2 separate regions of the Sus scrofa genome follow, and region 1 is linked to region 2. The links are chromatin contacts, called in public promoter capture Hi-C maps. All regions are on one chromosome and are shown on one strand. The core of a region is the stretch at or near the end of the contact, and the rest is flanking DNA. Distances in the headings are between cores, read along the strand shown. Region 1 holds the start of GPSM2 (G-protein-signaling modulator 2). Region 2 holds the start of TMEM167B (protein kish-B).

Region 1 (7,297 bases), core at 539-3,038, 190 kb before region 2:
GTTCTAAGGTCTGCAGAATGTCAGTGTATTTGGAGGGAAAAATACAGGAAGGGCAAGGTGGTTTAGGGCTTAGTGGGCCACAGTAGGGGGAATTTAGATTTTACTTTAAATCAAATGAGAAGTCAATAAGGTTTTCAAGTAGGAGAATGACATATTCTGATTTATACCTTTTAAAAGATAATTTAAAAGCTAATTCATGAGCTCCTGCTGTGGTGCAGCAGGATTGGCAGTATCTTGGGAGCGCTGGGACACGGTTTCGATCCCTGGCCCAACACAGTGGGTTAAGGATCTGCCATTGCCACAGCTGTGGCTTAGATCGCAGCTGCGGCTCGGATCTGATCCTTGGCTTGGGGAGCTCCATATGCCATGGGGCAGCCAAAAATATATATATAAATAAAAGATAATTCAATTTGAGCAAGATGAAGATAACTAATATGAGTGATAGAAAGTCACATGTGTAAGTGAAGATTTGTAAAGGGGAAATAATTATTCATTCAGAGAGGATGAATTTGATATATTGTACTCTCTTTGTGGCTTTTCTATCAACACCCAAAAAAGAATTTATGACTAAGTAGGGATTATAATACCTACCTCTGAAATAATACAGTGAGCTAATTCAGCTGTTGTTTACAAGCACCTGATAGTAAAGGTAGTTGTTGATAATAATGATAATAAGAAACATTTACTAAGCAGTTGAGCACGATGTTAACTACTTAACAAAACTTGCCTCACTGAAGCATCACAACCACCATCTTATTAAAAGATTTACAGTTGTGTTTTATAGTTGAGGAAACTAGGGCTAAAAAAAAATAAGTAACTTGTTCAAGGTCAATCGGCCAGTAAGTGGCAGAGGTGGAACTCAAACCTAGGTCTAGTCTGATGCCAAAGCTCTTATTTTAACCAGTTTGCCAAACATAACGCTTTCCCAGTAAGAGAAATGCTACTTGGATCACTGGTTTCAGTATCACTCAGAGAGATACTGAAACTGGGGTTTTCTTTAACATATCCTTCAACCTGTAGAAACATTTCATTTCAGTGGAGAAATATCTATTTGAGAAATAATCTGATAAAATTCGTCAGGTTATTTAGTGGAGAAAGACTGCAGCCTTAATATTTTTGTGAAGAACAAACAGACCTGTTTTTCGGGGGAGGGGGGACTTGATATAGAGAGGAAGTGAATGGAAATAAAAATTATTCGTCCCAGTGTATTTGGAACACAGCTGCTTGAAAGTAAGCAAAGCTACCACCCAATTTTCCTGGGAATCAGTGATTCCGCAGTCAACACAAGTTTGCTTTTTTAACAGCTGGGGACGCCAGAATTGTGACCTAACCTCAAGAACTGAGGCTGCCTTGTTCAGACTTTCACACGGGTCCCTCTGTTCCTTTCACAGAGCCCTCTTTTTCTTAAACATCCCCGCAAGTGCCCTTGGGAGACTCATTCTCCTGGCAGGGACCAAGCCGTCAGGGCAAGAGGCACTTGTTTGGGATTCCCACCTTTTAAAAGGGTCTGGGACAGTCCGACGGACTTTTTCTGGACGATATTTATTGCCCCACCCTCAGTGTCTGGAAAAGAAACAGGAGGGAAAGAAAGCGACTTTAGTTCGGTGGTTGAGGACAGAGCCCGGGGGCAGTGGAGGACCAGGCGCCCCGAGGTTCGCTTAATCCCACTCGCGTCCCCCGCCCGCCTGGACCCGGGAGGCGGTGCGCAGATGGCCCCGCCCCCGCCCCGCCTCCCGCTCCGGCCATTGGTGGGTCCGAAAGACGCGGGGCGTTGTCTGTTTGAATGGGAGCGCCTGGGAGCTGGGGCGCAAGCGCAGAGGAGGGCAGGGGGAGCGGGCTGGCGGCGCTGCGGGACCCCTGCGTGGCGGCTGACTAGGAGAGGAGAGCCCCGGAGTTCTGGCCCACGTGACCTGCGGCGGTGGGGGCGCTGGCCTGCGGGGCCTCTGCCTGAGGACTCGCCGAGGGGAGGGAACTCGCCGTGGGGAGGGGCCTCGGCCACCCGCCCGTCGCCGAGGCGGCCGCTGCTGCAGCTTCGCCCTGTCGGCGGTGCTCCGCAGGCTCTCCCGCCCCAGGGAGGTGAGTTCGGAGGGGTGTTTGTGGGCTCCCGGCGGAGGAGGAGACAAGCAGGGGCGTGTGTGTGTGTGTGTGTGTGTGAGAGTGAGTGTGAGTGTGAGAGAGAGAGTGTGAGGGGCGACCTCCTTTGTTCGAGGTTGGGGAGTGGGCCGGGGTGGTCTCGGGGACCGGCGTCGAGAAACTAGAAACTCGGGTCAGGAGCACCCCGCTGCCCTTCGAGCCTCAGTTGCTTTCAGGTTGGGGAATTAACAATGGGAGAATTCTTAAGAGCTTCGTTCTCCAGTTTTTTGTTTTTTAAGTAAAAGTGTAATAGGTTACAACAACTTCTCACATGTCCTGCGTGTAAATAACAACCAGATTAAAAATCTGAAACCCTGTGGAATTAAATCCGAGGCAGATCGCGTTCGCTTGTAGTCGTGAGTTTGCCGTCTAAGGAGGACAGTCTTTGTCAGACACCTGCGTTTACCATATTGAAATTCGTGAATTTGGGGGCACCAACCTGTTGATTTACCAGAGAAATTCGTGGTTGCTGCAAAAAGTTTTAGTAAGGGTAGAATATTAAGAAAACCCTTTCCTAAAAATCTGTGGAATATCTTCGAGTAGTGGAAAGTGGAAAAGCTATAATTTCGTTGTATTTATATGGTAACCAGTTGGCTTATTTTAACTGGTGTTATTTGAACTCTTAAAACGAGTAGAGATGGAAATTTTGCCTTAATGCATAATTTAACCCTCCCGTGGAATTAAACGGAGTGGATTCTTGGCTTTCAGTCGGCTAGTATTGGTGTCTCGGGTGGCGTGTGTGGGAGACGCTGAATTTTCAAGCTGCCACTTTAGAAGGGTGCGCGGAAGATTTCCGGCCTGATAACCACCAATGTGATTACCTCTGATAAATATCGCTTTTGCTTGGCTTGTCATTATTCAAGAAGCAGCTTTGGTTGATTGTTTGAAAGTCAGTGAGCAACGTTAAAAAAGCGAAGATTGCTGTGGGTTGGCGTGTGTGTGTGTGCGCGCGCCCGCGCGGAGAGTGGGTGCTTTGGAGAGGAAGGGACGGTCTCATACCTACCTTCCTCCTGGCAAGCTCTTTTTCAGGCCATTATTTATAATATAGGGAGTTGAGCAGATACAAAGTAAAAAGTTGGGTGTTACTGTTGTAGAGGCATTCCTTTCAGATCCTCTTTGGCTAGATAAGTAGTTTAGTTATATTGATTTTCATGAAATCAGGCATGCAGTGTTAAAAATATTATATTTTGATAGAAATCTTAAACTTGCTACTAGACTAATTAAAACAAAGATAGGGTATTGTAGTTGTTAAAATGGCCTTGTTCTTAGATTTACCTAAAAGACAGAGATTTTGTAACTAGTTCTGTGGAATTTTAAAACTGAACACCTGACATAGAGACTAGTATTCTAAATCTATTCTAAGAGACATGTTACTTTTTCTAATAACAATGGCAATGATTATTATTACTACTACATTGAATACTTTTGTTAAGTACCAGAGCCAGGCGTTGAGGTGCTTTTTATAAATCAGATCTCTAATCATCATGACAGATGTTGAATAAGTATCATTATGCCCAAATCAACACTGAGAGTTTAAATAGCTCAAGATCGTATAACTAATAAGTCATTGTGCTGAGATTCAGACCACCTCCTGGTCCTAAAGCACATGCTTTGTTGCTTCTGTGTTTGCTTAAATCTCCTCCAGGTCTCTGGATTCCATTTGTAGAGACATAATCCTACCCCCCCCCCCCCCCGCCCCTGCACCTGTGGCACATGAAAGTTCTGGGGCCTGAGATCGAATTCGAGCCACAGCTTCGACCTAAACCATAGCTGCAGCAATGCTAGATCCTGAACCCACTGTGCCACAGCAAGAACTCCATAATTCTACTTTTAAGATGCCTATTGTGCTATGCTTTGCTGTAAACTATGGAGAAACAGTTTAGCTCTTCTTTTAGCCTAGCTAACTTCCTTTCAGTATCTTATAAATCATGTAACATTATAATATCCTTTAATCATCAAAAACAGTACAAAATTAAGAGTAAGACTTGGCTGAGTTATTTGTGTGAATATGAATACACTGTTTACCGCGGAACAGAAATTATGAAAAGTCTGGTTTTCTGGCTATCATAGGATTCTTTGCTGCTTCATAGTTCTTCCTAGGCAAGAAATCAAAATAGTTTGTTGGATGTCGATTATGTGCAAAGCAATTTGCTTGGTGTTATGGGATGAGGAGAGAAGAGCTCCTTTTCCAAAGTGGTTTCTGGGGTTTTTGCAGTAACTTTTTTCTGCCCTGCTCTATATGTTGCTGTCAGTTTATCTTCCTAACACAGATCCAACTTTTCTATTTCTCTGTTGAAAAAATTACAAGGTTCCTTATCGTGTAAAGTGAAGGCCAAGTATTCCTCAGCCACATACATATTCAGAGTCCCTCACAATTTAGTACCTTCTTTGACTTCTCTTTGGCTTCTCCTAACCCAGTGCTCATTCTCTGCATTCTCACCTCCTTGTTTGTGCTTGAGCCATTTCCCACGGCTGGAATGCCTTTTCTCAATTTGCCTAATAAGGTTTACCCATTCTTCGAGATGCTCTACAGATTTCCTTGCTTCCAAAAAGCTTTCCCTCGTCCTTTTTACTTAGAATTACTCTGCCTGTATCATCTCATAACATTATTGAATTGAACAGAAACATTTCTCCATGGAATGATGATAACTTTCAGAAGGAGAAAAGTTATATTTTCTTTTTTTGTCTTTTGTCTTTTTGCTGTTGTTGTTGTTGTTGTTGCTATTTCTTGGGCCGCTCCCGCGACATGTGGAGGTTCCCAGGCTAGGGGTCGAATCGGAGCTGTAGCTGCCAGCCTACGCCAGAGCCACAGCAACGCTGGATCCAAGCCGCGTCTGCAACCTACACCACAGCTCACGGCAACACCAGATCGTTAACCCACTGAGCAAGGGCAGGGACCGAACCCGCAACCTCATGGTTCCTAGTCGGATTCGTTAACCACTGCGCCACGACGGGAACTCCAAAAGTTATATTTTCTTATGAAGAATTCTGAATTCAAACTCTAGGGATTCTTTTTAAGCATTTGTAACCCTTTTGCATTTGAGATTTATTTCTCCTTAAAAATGTACTTGAAACCAGTTTTGCCATTTCAAAGTTCTTCGGTTAAGAGAACCAATTTATTGGAGTTCCCACTGTGGCTCAGTGGATTAATGATCCGGCTTATTTCTGTGGAGGCACTGGTTCAATTCCCAGCCTGTCACAGTGGGTTAAGGATCCAGTGTTGCCACAGCTGTGGCATAGGTCATAGCTCTGGCTCTGATTCATCCTTGGCCGGGAAACTTGCTGAAGGTGTGGGTGGTGGTGGTGGTGGTGGTGGGGACACTGAAGACGGGATGATGACTGATTTATTGTCATTTACTAACTGAAGAACAGTGCTCAGTAGAAAGGACCACTTCTTCTTCCCCTTCATTGTTGAGTTTTTAGTACATATATGAATTGATTTAAGCTGATGGCTGAACTGCTTTGGTAGTAATAAATGGCTGTGGGACATAAATTCTGGTGACTTGGTGACCAGTTTTTCTTAAAATTTTGTTCTCCCTATTATTTACTAATAAGTATTTCTCTTTTTTTTTTTTTCTCCTGACATAGTAATGTCTTCATGAGATGATGTTTATTTTGAATTTACCTCTTTGAGCTCCTGTTTGTCCAATGATTTTTTTTACTTATTAACTAAAGGTTACAGATTGGAAAAGGCAGGACTAATGTATATATTTAGGTTTTTGGATTTTTTTTTTTCTTTTAGAATCAGGGTTCATGTGAATCATCAGTGTTTGTGGATTATAGACATTTTCTTGTGATTTCCTGATCTTATAACCTGAATGGTCATTTGGGATGTACTGAAAATATAATTGGGATTGACTTAAATTTAAGGTTAAAAAATGTATCTTTGTGTCTTCTATAACCTTGATATTAAGACACTGTTATGTATCCAATTTTAGGTCTTTATAATAATTAAAAATCACTTTTCTTATGTGTCTAATAGAAACCCTTCCAAAAGGTTATTAATGTTACTAATGGATTAAAAGGGCAACCTGTTTTAAATTGTTTTATAGGAGGAAAAATTAACATTATTTGTAAACTCTGGGCTTCAGTTTGAGGAGAAATAAAACCAAGTAATAGGGAGAAAAATACTAATTTTATCCTAATGAATATATTTAAGACTTTTCCCCTTTAGTTGGACATATTTCTATTAAATATAAATAAGTAATCTTGTTGCAACAGGACTTTTGATTTATTAACTGTTTTGCAGGGAAAAAAGGTAACCAGGATTAGAGATGTGTAAAATTAATCTTCCTTCTGTCCTTGAAAATTTTAAGCAACTGCTTCATCCTCTATTGAATTATTGTAATCACCAAGGACTGTAATTTCAAAACAGCAGTTTTAATAATCTAAAAGTGCTTTCTTCTGTATTATGTTTTTAGTATTTATCTAATTTGAAATTTCATATATAGCTTTTATTAGTATTCTGGTTGTCCAGGGAGCATATTCATTAAAGTCCTTTCAGCTTTATGTGATGGATAAAGATGTAAATGCTCTTAACCAAAAAAGAAAATTTATATATAATTTAGTTGTTTAGAATAGTGAGCTTTTAGGTGTAAAACACCTAAACATAAACAGGAATTCTTATTTTATATTACTAAAATTGTTTTTGGATTCATTACTCCGAAACAGTTGGTTTCATTGTTTTACCTTTTAAACAGTTCTGGGCCTAAATTCCTTTTTTTTCTAATCTGCCAAGAATAAATATGAGAGTTTAAAATTAGTGGTGCCTTTACTTTGCATGTCTTTGCTATTTTTCAAAATGACCCACGAGGATTAATTTCAAATATACATGGGAACCCTTCTGACTGGTAGTGCACCTTTAAGATACAGATTTACCTGGGATCTAGAACCATTATTCTGTATTCTATTTATTTAGCTGATCAGTACTAACAAACAGCTTATTAGAAAGTTTTCATGCCAAACTATGTAGTTAGTGAGCAGTTACACTGTTACACTTATTTTCTAACCTAATTTGGTCGAATATATATATTTTTTGGCCTAACATTTTAAAGACATATCAATTGTTTGCAAACTTGAAGGTTAGCAGTAAATTAAGATGTAACCTTACTGTGGCACCTACCTCAGGGTTATTATATCTTTGCTAAAGGAAAACCATCGATAC
Region 2 (6,910 bases), core at 1,772-4,271:
CGGAACAAATGCTTGTAGCATAAATTAAGGCCGGTTTGACATCCCTTTTCAGAGACGTTGTCATTCAAATGAAGCTATTGTTGCAGGCTGTGCCTTTGGGACTGAACTTACTCTTTGGTTAAACCAGAATGCCACCGTCAGGGTCCCCATGACTGATGAGTGTTCGCCACAGGGACTGCAACAGCCCTAACAAACAGGCCACTGTTCTTGACTGACAGGCGTTTGGCAACAACTGCCCGTCCTCCCGGCGGAGGCTGAAATGAACTGAGGATGGACTGTCTGAATGGAGTCCCCAGGCAGCGGGCTCTATTGATTCCTTGTATTTGGGCCGCAAGAGCCGGTGACCCAGCTTTGGCATGAGGCTTGTGGGTCTTTTCGGGAAGATAGAAACACTAATGCTTGGAACAAAATCCTCAAAGATCAGGATCAGGGCCCAGCATCCTCATTTGACACAGTGCGATAACAAGGGGAAGGGAGCTCCGGAGTCAAACACGCTAGCTCTGTGGTCTCACCACTGTGCCTCCGCTGAGCCCGATTTCTCACTGAAAAAAAAAAAAAAAGCATTCTGCAAAACAGTGGAGATCAAAGACAACGTCTTTACACAGCTAATGCCTGTGCTCTACTAAAACGTGTTTCTTCCTCTGTCTTTCCCAATATAGTTTGTTCCCTGAGGGCAGAGACTCATTTTTGCCTCTATTCCTGCAAAATGTAATAAAGTGCCCACCACATAGCAGACACTGGTAAATATTTTTTAAACAAGTGAACAACAGTAACAGCTAACATTTATGGTGCACTGACATCACGCCTGGTATTGCTGTAAATAGTTACTCATTTACTCCTTCAACCACCCTAGAAAGAAGCCACCATTATAACCCAATTTGACAAAGACAAAGCAGAATATAATTTTTGAAAATATAAAATTCTTAGTCTAACTAATTTTGAAATAGAAATCTGGTGAAATTCACTTTATTCAATAAAAAAAAAAGGTAAAATACTACTTAGAACCTGGAATAAAAAAAATATGGTGGAGAGAGGAAGAAGGGAAATAAATACAAGCGTGAGAAGAAAGAATAGGAAGAAGAAGAAAGACAGACACAAGGAGAAACAGTAAGGTATTATGTCCATTACCGTCCTTTGAAATAGTAAGGAGACAATCACTCTTCCCAGTTCTTCAATTGTGATTTTTTTTTGTCCTTAAACTTAATTCTTAAACTCTGAGAGTGACAGGTGAGAAGAGACTTACCTTTCAGCGCACGAAAGAAAAAAGAAAACTGGAATGGCTTCCGTCTAGTAAAAACGAGGAGATAAAAGTTATCTCCAAAAGAGTAGATGGCATGAGCCAAAATGTGAGAGCAGAGAGTACATTTGAGGAACGCAGAACAGTCTTTTCAGAGCTGAAGCTTGAAGTCCACATATAGGAACAATAGAAAATGCTGCTGGAAGGCCTTGTATAGCAGGCAAGGAGTTAGACATATACTCAGCAGGCAGCGGTTGTGTTAAAGTAAATAGCAGTCATGGTGTGGACTAAAATTTTCTAGTTCTGAGTTCAGAAGACCAGAAGACTGTCGATACTGGATAGTCCTTACTCTAAACCTTAGATTATCTCTAAAATAGAGGTGATGAGGCAGTTGTGACGATTACTTCAGGTACGATGACAAGGTGTGTTTGCTTTGAAAATGTCAAAATGTTATACAAATGCACGTTCTCACTGCTGTGAGGATTTAATTGATGCTTAAAAACTTCTAGCCTGGGATCTTCCATACCCTTGGAGGACAAGGCAGGTGTGGCCAGAAAAAAAAAAAAAAAGAAAAAACAGTGACTGAAATGGCAAAATCACAAAGGTGATGGATGTAGAACGGAAAAGGGGGCAAGAGGAATGATATTTTGAAAAAGAGTTAACTGATTAAAAGATAATTTACAAATTATAAATTCTAATTTATCCCTCCCTCTCTTTCCCCTTTGGTAACCATGTTTTCTATGCCCGTGGGTCTATTTCTGTTTTGTAAATAAGTTCATTTGCATTTATGTGTATTTTCATAAGGAGTCTGTCCTAATCAGACTTTTTGGCTTGCTTTTCCACTCCAACTCCTAGGAGGCTTTGATAGCTTTTCTTCCTCAAAACCAAGCAGGCCGCAGCCAGCAGGTGGCTCTGCAGGAGGAAGGACAAAGAATCCCTTTAGGATGTAGACATCTGCGGATTACTAACCTTAACTAACCTTCAGCTCCCAACAACTCAGTCGCACTTTCGCCCCGACTCTAATAAAGGCAGGTCGCGTTGTGTGTAATTAAGGATTTCGCTGTTCAAAATGGGACCTGTGGCTTCGTCTCCTCAACCCCGCGCTAACATTAAACTGACGGTGTATTTGGTCAGGTTGTTAAAATGCTGTGAGAAGAGCTGTCCCAATATCTCCATTTCCCGGTTAAAGAAGTTGAGGTGACCCCTGCATAACTAAATACAAGAGATAATTGAGACTATCCTGATAGTTTAAAGAAAAATTGATGCAAACAGGCAATTATCTAAACGTTTCCCAACAATGTAGAGTTTTAGCGTTATAAGGTTCCTAACTGAAAGTCCAAACGCAACCTCACTCTCCAGATTTGTTTAAGGAGTAAGGAGAGACGCAGCAAGCGCGGCTTCTTTTAAATGGAAGCTTGAGACGGAGACCTCTCCGTTGCAGGCGGCACCTCTCCGTTGCAGGCGGGCAGCCGCTTACAGACACACCAAACGCACACACGCAGACACTGCAGCTACCAAAGCGCAAAATAAAGGGCAAAACTGAAGCCTTTACCTTTTTCAACCACGACGCTAGCAGGACAGGTTACGCCCCAACACTAACTCTTCAGGGGCGCTCAGAAGAGACTTGGTTACCATGGCCACGGAGGAACCCTGCGGGATAGCGTTTTTCTAAACCACACATATTAGCGCAATTCCTCCCACGCAGGTTCCCTAGCTCGGCAATCGACTATCCACCCCTGATTGCGTTCGGCGCTCCCCTCTCTGCCCTTGCGCCTGCGTACTCTGACTCCTGCCCTGATCGCTGCGGCCCTGATCGGGAAGTGTCAAGCGGGAGCTGGGGTTCCCCCGCCTTCGCCGCTACCACCGCCGATCCCGGGACGCCATACCCAGGCCCCGGCCCAGCCGCCATGACGAACGGTGAGAACCAATGCCCAGAGCGGCGGAGGAGAGAGCAGAGCGAGAGGAAACGTGGCGGGCGGAGCCGGGACTGACGTGGCCGCTCTCCCCGCCCCCTCCCAGCCCAGTCCCCCCTTGTTCTCTTGGGGCCGTAACTCCTGTTCCCTCAACCCCTCTGCGGGTTCCTCCGCCCTGTGCCCATCTGGAACCCTCAGTGCTTCATGTGCCCCCTCCCCGAGTCCTTGGCCCCTACCCTGTGCTTTCCCTTGTCCCCTTTCTAGAAGTTCGTTCTGGCCCTTAATGTCGCTTTAGCACCAGTGAAAAACAGATCCTTCTCACAGCCCTCTGCGTTCTCATACTTTTGGATAGTAAGCTCCTAGGGAGGACAAAAAAATCAGAGGATTTTTGGCTCCACATTTGGGGGGGCAGTGAATGTAGACTCAAAAAAAAGTTCTACTTGTTTTGCAAAAATGCTTTAAAGTTTTCTCTTATTTGATTCTAAAGTCCTGCCTGGACGATCCCATCTGGAGACCATGGTTAGTGTTGCAGGGTTTGCATTTAGACACTGCCTCTTCTAAATGATGTGGCAGTTGCTACCCTGTTTGTCTGACCTAATTTTTCAGGTGTCTTCAAACACTTTATGGACATGATTACCGAATTCCAGGGAAGGGCAAGAAACAAAGCCTTTGCAGTCTTTAGCATCAACCTTAACAAGAAAGATGAGAAGGCTTCTTAGGCAGTATAATTTGAGGCGCATAGGAGAGCATCTCTCAAAAGTACTTCTCCATAAACCTGGTACTGAGGGTTCACATTTCCCGTCCTTGTGGCTTTTGGCTTTACCTGTCAGAATTTATGGTAGAAAAAGACTAGCAAGTAAAATATTGTTCAGCATAAAAACTTAGTGTATGTTTTAATTTACTGGACGCTTGTTTTAATTTGGCTGTGGGGTAGTTTTACTGGAAGGAGAGAGGGCGGTACACTGGTGGCCCAGAACTGGCAGATGCTGGTTTTGTAAAATATCCTTTTGGAGCTTCAGGAGCAGTCAGAGGTCCGAGGTTATTAGGCACAGTACAGGAAGGGATATCACCCAGAGGAAGAAATCATCTAAACTGAGAAATAAGAGAGCAGTTGGAACACAGTAATTATTGAATAAATGTTCATGACCCATCACCCTTTATTTATTTATTTATTTTTTTGCACTTAGGTGATTCATTGTGTTAATAAGAAACAGCTTGGGGAGTTCCCACTGTGGTGCATGGGTTAAGAACCCGATTGCAGCAGCTCAGGTCACTGTGTAGGTGCAGGTTCAATCCCCAGCCTGCTGCAGCAGGTTAAAGGATCTGTTTTGGTTTACATATGTAAGAAATAGAACTAATTGTTCAAAGGTTTTTTCCCCCACAATCGTCGTCCCACTATGTCCAAGCCTCAGATACTTTTTTTTTTTTCAAGAATGTTATTCTGGTAGAAATTTGGTTTGTAAGTAGAGTACATGTGAAGTGTAAGATAAGCATTGGAAAATTTACATGTGAAGTGTAAGATAAGCATTGGAAAATTTTAGTCATATGGATTTGAACTCTTGCAGTCTCCATTAAGCTTTACATTTGCCTTGTGTGTTGTTCACCAGCGGATGCTGACCTGAGAGATGTGGCTAAATATCTAGCTTTCCTTTATCACATGAGTTCTTTATAATAAGAACATGTTTAATTCTCTCCATTCAGGCACCAAGGGTTCTTATGCCTCTCTCAACCTATTGCCAGTCAGCATTCCCAGTAGGCTGATTCCACATAAAGCAAAGCACCCTTCTCAGAATTTATAGTTCTTGAAAGTGGAGGGAAGGGAGCAGTGAGATTTTTGTTGGGGAAATATCTACAAGTGATTTTGAGGAACAATAAAGTAACCTTGTGAGTCCCAGGACCATGGCTCCCTCATGTCACCGGCTGGCGCTGCAGTCGAGGTTATCATCTTGATATTCTGTCGCACTCTGTTCTGTGGGCTCCCCTCTCCCCAGCTAGATTAGCACCAAAGGTCTTCTCCTCTTTCTCTAACAGTGTACTCGCTGGATGGAATTCTGGTGTTCGGCTTGCTCTTTGTTTGTACCTGTGCCTACTTCAAGAAGGTACCTCGCCTCAAAACCTGGCTGCTCTCAGAGAAGAAGGGAGTTTGGGGTGTGTTTTACAAAGGTGAGATCATATCTGTCAGGGGGAGGAGAGGACAGTGAGGCGCTACACAGTGGGGGTGGGATGGGCGGGATCGTTATTTGGTTTCACTTTGACATAATTATTTAAGCCCCAAGATAATCTGGTAATCTCTATGGAGAAAAGTATGTATATTAAACAAGCTTAGACTGAACTGGCATTGTTAGGAATATTTTCCTGATGAAACATTTTTCTGAATTTCTAGAAAGAATGAACTGGAGCCTCTTTTAAGTTTTGATTTCAGGAGTTCCCATTGTGGTTCAGTGGTTAACGAATCCAACTAGGAACCATGAGGTTGCAGGTTTGATCCCTGGCCTCGCTCAGTGGGTTAAGGATCCAGCGTTGCCTTGAGCTGTGGCGTAGGTCGCAGTCATGGCTCGGATCTCGAGTGGCTGCGGCGTAGGCCGGCACCTGCAGCTCTGATTCGACCCCTAGCCTGGGAACCTCCATATGCCACAGGTGCGGCCCTAGAAACGACAAAAAAATTTTTTTTGATTTTATTCATTCGGATGTTTTTTTACTTCTTATTTGGGCACCTTTATCTGGAATCCTACTTACCTAAATCTTTTTTCAAAATAGGGCAAAATGTAAACAAACAGTATATTCTCCTAGAACTCAGGGCTTAAGGGTCGTATTTAATTTCATCCCTGGGTGGGGTCTTGAGACCCTTGCTAGGTCTCTTCATCTGTGCCTAGAGATTTCAGAATATCACCTTGAAAATGAGGACTTATATGAAAGGCAAGGTGTGATTTTTCTTTCTCTTTTTATTTTTTCCTGCTAGCCGCTGTGATTGGAACCAGGCTACATGCTGCTGTGGCAATTGCCTGCGTGGTAATGGCCTTCTACGTCCTGTTTATAAAATGAATTCCAAAGCATCCATTTCATCAGCCGCCAACCAAGGGGACAAGGGTGAAGAAGATGTTGGGGGCCTGGGCCCAGTGTAGGAGAGTTCAGCTAAAATCATCCAAGCCCCCAGGATGAGACCACCGCATCTGCCCCTACCGTATGGTGGGAAAACTCCTCGTGGTTACAAACATTATTTATGCTTCAGGGGACTCCAGGAAGCCACCTTCCTTTGACCTGTGTGTAAATCAGTCCTCAGCAGAGAGTATATAATGTCCAGACAAATTACATCCATCAGTGATATGATTACATACCTCCTGCTTAAAAACCTGTCACCGATTTTATTCTTCAGCCCCTCATCGGGATCTTTTCAAACTGAGGCTCATTAAGGAAGACCTGTGCTCAAACCTCTTGGAAGGAGGGATAATTTTCAAGACTTGACTTTTTTTTTTTTCCTGTTTGATTTGGATTTGACAAATTGCAGGGGGTGGGGGGACTGGGTGGGAAAAAGGAGTTATACAAAACAAAAAATTTGGCTTTGGAAATTTACCTTTCATATACGCACCTGGGAACATGAGGGAGAGGGCATGATCCTCACTGCACAAAAGAACAGATGACACAACTCTGAGTTTTACACGGAGAATCTGGGCCTGCCTATGACTTGGAAATGACCTGTCTGTGATGAGAGGGGAAAGGAGTAGTGAGAAGGAAACAATGTTCTATTCGCCAATTTTCTCAA

What was found. Promoter capture Hi-C pulls out the DNA fragments that hold promoters and counts their contacts.
Region 1: a promoter capture Hi-C map of fetal liver shows a contact between it and region 2, with 3 times the contacts expected there. The contact joins the promoter of GPSM2 here to the promoter of TMEM167B in region 2. A contact is called at or near these places in 1 of 5 promoter capture datasets (fetal liver) and 1 of 2 datasets of contacts at active chromatin or transcription factors (skeletal muscle).

The regions. Positions count from the first base shown.
Region 1 is chr4:111,160,393-111,167,689 of Sscrofa11.1, reverse strand. It overlaps GPSM2 (G-protein-signaling modulator 2), which reads left to right and starts at 1,788. Exons shown (of 15, transcript XM_021090096.1): 1 at 1,788-2,076.
Region 2 is chr4:110,967,620-110,974,529 of Sscrofa11.1, reverse strand. It overlaps TMEM167B (protein kish-B), which reads left to right and starts at 3,021. Exons shown (of 3, transcript XM_001926138.5): 1 at 3,021-3,154; 2 at 5,182-5,313; 3 at 6,110-6,910. The coding sequence starts at 3,145. The coding sequence ends at 6,192.